Regions from separate parts of the Sus scrofa genome. Here region 1 is linked to region 2. The links are chromatin contacts, called in public Hi-C maps. All regions are on one chromosome and are shown on one strand. The core of a region is the stretch at or near the end of the contact, and the rest is flanking DNA. Distances in the headings are between cores, read along the strand shown. Region 1 has its middle 110 kb from the start of XPO1. Region 2 holds the start of XPO1 (exportin-1).

Region 1 (3,151 bases), core at 615-3,114, 110 kb before region 2:
GGGAACTCCAAAAGACGTTATTTACAATGGCAACAAAAACAGATAAGTTCCCAGGAATAAACTTACCAAGAAATGCACAAGATGAAAACTTTAGCACAACAGTTTAAAGAAATTTTTACCAGAACATAAAAGAAGAACAAATGGAAAGGCCAATCATGTTCTTGGATGGGAAATCAGAAGACTCAGTCACAAAATATCAATCCTCTCTACCTTAACCTAGACATTTAGAAACAGATACATCTTTGATCACATTAGCAAACATAGTTCGGGTCACTTATAAGTGAAAACAGAAGCCAGGAGATAGTGAGAGGCTGAAATGCAAAAGATAAATAGAAATTGTTAGCTGAGTGTCATTTTTATGGACTAAAGACAAAACAGCAAAGGCTTGGGGACTCAAAATTTTTGTAACTTTCAAGAACAGAAAGACCCACAAGAGGTGGACTGTGGTAAGAGAGGATGAGCAGGTATGGGAAGAAGCTGGAAAGGTAGTGAGCCACAGAGTGGTGATAGAGTGAGGAAGTGGAAACCCCGATGCTGGCAACTCTGTCCGGAAGGAAGACTAGCTGCTCAGTGGGTAGTGATAGGGCACTAGCTGATATTTCCTCCTTCAGGGAAGTATTCAGCCCCAACCTGGTTCCTTCTAAGTAAGAGGGATTCTTCACTGCTACCTTCAGGATAATGCCCTGCAAATCAGACCTTCATGAAGGCCTCCTGAGACCCCTGGGCTGAGGGACTTGTTCCTTCCCAGCTCCCAGGCTCTCACTGAAAGTCAGTGACTTAGTGCATTTCTCAGCCCTTCACAATATATACCAATCTTTTCACAAGATATTCCACGATTGACTTAATACCAGCAGGGGATGAACACGGCGCTGTTTATCGGGGAATGGGACAAGGGCTAGAACCGCCACTCCTTCCAGGCCAGCCCTCCATGGTGTGCATGGTGTGCAGCCTGTGGTGAGGACTGGGAGAAAGTTAACCTGATATTTGAACAAGACCCTGCCCTCATTACTCAGTGTCCTGCCCAGGAGGGCTAATGAATGATATGGCAATGTGGACCTAGGAAATACTATTTGATACACCTGACTAATGCCTGATTTCCCAGAGAACTAATGTCCCAGAGAAGCTTAGGCTCTGGGAAGGTAACTTAAAGTCTATTTCCTGGAACAAAGTCCCACAGCAGTCCTGCTTCATAAGCTGCCAAATAAAACTGTCGGAATGTATTTAAGAAAGCCAGGCCAGTCTGGCTATGTTTATTGGGAATAGCTACATGAGACAAAGAGGAAAAGAGTTCTCATTCCATTCATTCACAGATATTTACTGAGCATCTACCATGTGCCAAGTCCTATTCAAGGTGGTGGGAATACAGAAAAGAGCCAAGTAGATGAAACACTTGTCCTCACAAAGCTAACATTCTAGTGGGAGGAAAGACAATAAAGATAACAGATGACAATAGATATGCATATATTAGCAGGTTGTATTACAATTTCAGTTAGTGTAGGTAAATGTCTATAGGACATTTTTAGGACACAAATGGGTGTTGGTAGAAAGCATAGCTATGATGGATATTAATCATCATATTAGCTATTAGGTAGAGTAGCTAGGGAAGAGCTTTCTGAGAAGGTGACATGTAAGCTGAATCCTGAAAGATGAGCCTGTCTTGTGAGGAGTGAGGGAGAGAGAGAAATGTTACAAAGGCCTGAGTTAGATAAGAATTTGGAATGTTTTAAAAAACAGAAAGAAAGTCCATTTCTGCAGTGTGCTAAGCTAGGGAAGAGATCTTAAACACAAGGCTGGGGAGGCAGGCGTGCCGTGATAAGGGAGGCGGGGGTTCCCTAACTCACTGTGCTCTTACAGCACAATTATCTGTTCTACTGTAATGCAGCCCACTCAGAAGCTGCCTGGCCTCAGCTCCGAGAGAGGACATCTTCGGAACGTCCCAAGAGTGGCGGAAACAGATGTAAAAAAATCTATGCTCTAAAGCTTACACATAGCCCCCTTCAGGGTGCTTCTGGAATTTTCTCTCAGGTCTTTTACTTTCATGTTACATGACTTCTACATAAATTTCCTTATCTGGTTTCTAGCCCAGGGTAGATTAGAAAGGGAGGGAAGGGCAGGCACTCTCTTCATTTCGTCATCAAAATTCAGCTGACATTTTGATCCAGTGAGTCATTTTGCTTGGAAACCACCTTTCCCCCTGACGGACTTCAGCCTGCAGTGTAAGAATTCCAGGATTCCTCAGAACACCATTACAACATATTTCGTGTAACATGATGTAGTGGCAGAACACTGATACATGTCAGTCTTGGATGCAAATTCGGACTCCAACATTCCTAATTCCATGTTCCCTCTGGACTGTGAATGATTTAAGAACATTGTGTCTTAGTCATCTTTGAATTCACATAATCCATGCCCCTACTCCAAGCCAGAAATAATGCTCATTATGTAATCGTGCTTGATAAATGGATCTTGAATGAATAAATGAAAGCATGATCGTGGATAAATTACCCTCTCTGATCCTCAGCTGCCTCATCTATAGAAGGAAATAGCATCACCACCTCAAGGACTTGCTTGAAATGCTAAATAACAATATATGCAGAAAGCACAATGTACAGTATAACATACATATGCATGCGAGGTATTTTGCTACTTGGGGCAGAATCAGAGGTGTTCTTCAAAGGGTCAAGAGAATCTTTAAGTCCTTGCGCCTACGACTTGAAATAGTTGCCACTAGATGGCAATGTTTTCTTAAGGCACATTGAGCCATTTTTCAGTTTACCCTAAGGGCCTTCTCAGACTTGAGTGTTCTCTTACAACTGGGCAAACAGTATGCTTTAGACCACGTGCTCAGTCATGGATAGCTTTGAGGAAATCAACATTCCCATTCTCAGCTTCTCTATGTCCTCTTTCCTAAGACTAACCCGCTTAGGAAAGTACCTGTGTTCATGATTAACCCTTCTCCAACTTTTCAAAAAAAAAGAATACCCATTATTCCTCCCAAATCTGATTTTATGGCACCACCAGGTGAATATCCTGCAGGGCATCAAACAAAAGGGAATCTCCTTCAACGATGAATGAGGAACCGGTCTTTCCCTAGTTTTTATATACTTCTGTGAAGAGTGAAACATGGCTTTAGAAATGGGATATTTTGGCT
Region 2 (3,141 bases), core at 402-2,901:
CATTTGATCTCTATACAGATGAGACAGGCATGGATGATATGAGTCTCATTAATGAGTGAAAAGGAAACTGAGGCCCAAAGAGGTCAAGAGACTTGCCCAAGGTCACATTCTCAGCAAAGCCAGGTCTTACAAACCAGTCGATTTTTATTCATTGTTCTGGCATCTAAAAAAATCAGTGGCCTGGTGCAAGAGCTGAAAATGTGGAGGAAAAACTTTTTAAAAAACAGGACAGTCCTGTAATAGGATGTAAGTATTCCAGATGATCAGTGTATTCGTCACATACATAATACAGTTTGGTTTGATACCATTCAAGCTAAGCAATGAATAAAAAATCTTAGGTCTCAAAGTAATCCAACATCATTTTGGCAAACCTATTGGAGGGTGAGAGAGTTACTCTTAAGCAGTGTTTGGGTATTAGCCTTTGTCCACTGTAAGTGAGAATTTGCTGAAGAAAACTGTGATTTAATAAACCATTTATCAACCTCTTGGTGGCACAATGGGCCTACTAAATGTTGGTGGGCTGCTTGCTGTTTCTTCAGCAAAGAACAATCAGTAAAGCTTACTTGGAGGGCACTTGCGGACAAGAGAGACAACCATGTGAAGGGCCACGTGCGTGTGACTTTCATAGAAAATACTACTTGGTGATGATGAAATTTGTGAAGGGTAACTACCCGAAAGGAAAAAGCGAAGGTAAAGGAAGATCAAGGGCAGCTGGCACTCAAGCTTACCCAGCAAAAAGCACAGGATGTTAAACCAATTACAGGGATTACAGTGTCTTAATTTTTAGGAAGAATTGGTTGTTGAAGCAGCCAAATTCCAACCTGGGGAGACGGCGAGTTAAAATTTGAAGGAGACTTGCCCAAGAACTACTTAGGTAACTTTCCCACGTCTCGGAGAGGAGTAAGAGGCGCCAAGGGAGCGTGCCCCATACCTCACCCCAACCTCTCAACATCTCGGCCCCAAACCCGGTCTGGGGCCTACGACTGGCCTCCGTTGTGTTGTTTTCGCTCCTTTTTTCCACCCCGCCCCTCTCCGATTAAAAAAAAACTGGGTGTGCCCTAGTTTTTGCACAGCCCCCATCCGATGGGTGGGGGACAGGTCCCGACCACTGCGGGTTAAGGCCCTGCAGCTAGGCGGGAGCCGGCGGGGGCCGACCAACGCGAGTCCGGGAGTAGCCGAGCGGACGCAGGCGGCCGCGCGCCGCGCTTAAACTCGCGCCTCCACCAGCTCACGAGCTGCGCCCCACCCGCTTCGTCACCAAAGGCGCCCAGCCAATGAACGGGCCGGAAAGGCCGGGCCTGCGGGCTAAGCCCTGGGAGGGGGAGCGGAGGGAGGAGGACGGGAAGTTGAGGGCGGGCTATATTTGATTGACAGACCTCTCGAACCAATCTTCCGCGCGGCTTCTCTTCGCTCTCTACTCTGCTCTGCTTAGCTCTTCGTCCCACCTTCTCCTCTTCCACCCCCCCTCCTCGCTCCTTTGCGACCCGCCCCACTTCCCTTCCCCCACTCTGCGGGCAAATCGCTGCTGGAAAGAGGCGGGGGCCGAAGCGGCGGGCTCGTGTGGAGCCTAGAGCAGAGATTGATGGGCGATATGACCAATAGGAGGTAGGCTGATGGCGCGGCTATGGCTGGAAGCGGCCAATGGGCAAGCGGACTGGGGGCGGAGGCCCAGGTTCCAAACGCTCCGCGGCGCCATGGGCTGAAAACTCAACCGAGATGGAATCTCCCAGTCTGAACCGGTTTCAACCGGTTCCGAGTTTGAGGCACTAGGAGGAGGGGGAGAAGCGGCTGCAGCGGCCGCGGCAGGAGCAGCGGGAGCTACAGCATCAGCAAGAGCAACAGTAGCTACAGCCCCGGCGGCGGTGCCTGTTCCAGTCTTTGCTGCTGCAGTCCGTGCAACCACCCAGAGGGGGAGGGGGGAACCACCAGTCGCTGAGGAGCAAGAGAAGGGGGGAAAGTTTAGGCGAGCCTGGGTGGGGGGGGCCCAGCACCGGAGCCGCGTGAGAGAGGGAGCCGTATTTTGGTAGGGGGGAGTCGGACTGTAACTGGCAGCAGAGCGTCCCCCGACCGTGTGGACTCTACACCCCCTACTCCTGCCGCTCCTGCTGCCGCCTGTGGCTGGAGGGTCCCCCTGGGGCTGAATCTTTGGGACCTGACCCGGTTCCCCTCCCCCTTCCCTCACGCCCCAGCCAGGCGGGAGCATTTATTCCACATATTAATTCCCCTTCTTTTTTTGGGGGGGAGGGTGGGTGTGTGTGTCGGGGGGAGGTGTCCCTGAGATAGTAAATATTGAGCTTTTTTTTTTTTTTTTGCCCTTATCGCCTTCGTTTTTTTTTTAATTTCTTTTTTTAAGGTGGGGAAACTGTGAAACCCACCTTGATTTCCTCCCCTCTTCCCCCCCTCCCCATCTTCCCTCGCCCTAATCCCCCGACAAGGAAGGAAGAAGCAGTTGGTTCAATCTCTGGGTAAGTCGACTGTGTCTTCGGGGCCGAGGGTCGGGCGGCGGCGCGGCCGGGCGGGAGGAGGCTGGTGTGGGGCGCGGCGGCGGCCGCGGGAGACGAGCCGGGGAGGCGGCGGCGGGCCCACAGCACAGCCTGCGATTGAATGGAGCCGCTTCTGCCGCTGGGGGATGGAGGCGGGGAGGCGGCCGCGGGAGGGGAGCGCTTGCTTGGGTCATTCGCGTGTGCGGGTAGCGGTGGAGGAAGGCAAGGAGCGTGATAGTGAAGTGGGGCCCGGCGCGGGAGTGGAAGGGCTTCCCCAGCCCAAGGGGCCGGGGAGAAGTTAGGGTGATTTCAGGAACATCTCAGGAAATTATTAGGAGTGGAAGTTTCCAGAAATATTTAGTGCAGCAGCATTGAAACGTCCGCCTGCATCACGTGGCCCCTCGGTGGAGAGCTTGGGATCGCGGGAGGGAGGGGCTGATGCCTGCTCCTCCTGCAGGGAAACTCAGAATCTTTGGGTTTTTGCAAAGTAGGATTAAAAGTAGGGAAGGTTATTTGGTTTTTTTGGGGGGGGGGAATCTGCAGGTGAGGTTCCATGCTGTAGTTTTGCTTTCACGGACTTGAGTGTGTTAAGTGATCAAAACGTTTACTGCTGGCGCTGTACAGTGGACAATATCCTGATTCTGCTTCATTCCGATGT

What was found. Hi-C and Micro-C count contacts between places; a contact is called where the count stands out from the background.
Region 1: a Hi-C map of liver shows a contact between it and region 2, with 7 times the contacts expected there. The contact joins the enhancer-like site here to the promoter of XPO1 in region 2. A contact is called at or near these places in 6 of 47 Hi-C or Micro-C datasets (embryonic fibroblasts, epiblast stem cells, fetal liver and 3 more) and 2 of 2 datasets of contacts at active chromatin or transcription factors (alveolar macrophages and skeletal muscle).

The regions. Positions count from the first base shown.
Region 1 is chr3:80,143,842-80,146,992 of Sscrofa11.1, forward strand. No RefSeq gene overlaps it. Among named protein-coding and RNA genes, the nearest start is that of XPO1, 110 kb to the right of the region's middle. Within about 2 kb of position 1,865, at least 33 of the 83 cell types and tissues checked have an H3K27ac peak or open chromatin away from gene starts, as enhancers often do. A contact at or near this core is called in embryonic fibroblasts, fetal liver, liver and 1 more, where this site is marked.
Region 2 is chr3:80,253,365-80,256,505 of Sscrofa11.1, forward strand. It overlaps XPO1 (exportin-1), which reads left to right and starts at 1,652. Exons shown (of 25, transcript XM_021087484.1): 1 at 1,652-2,465.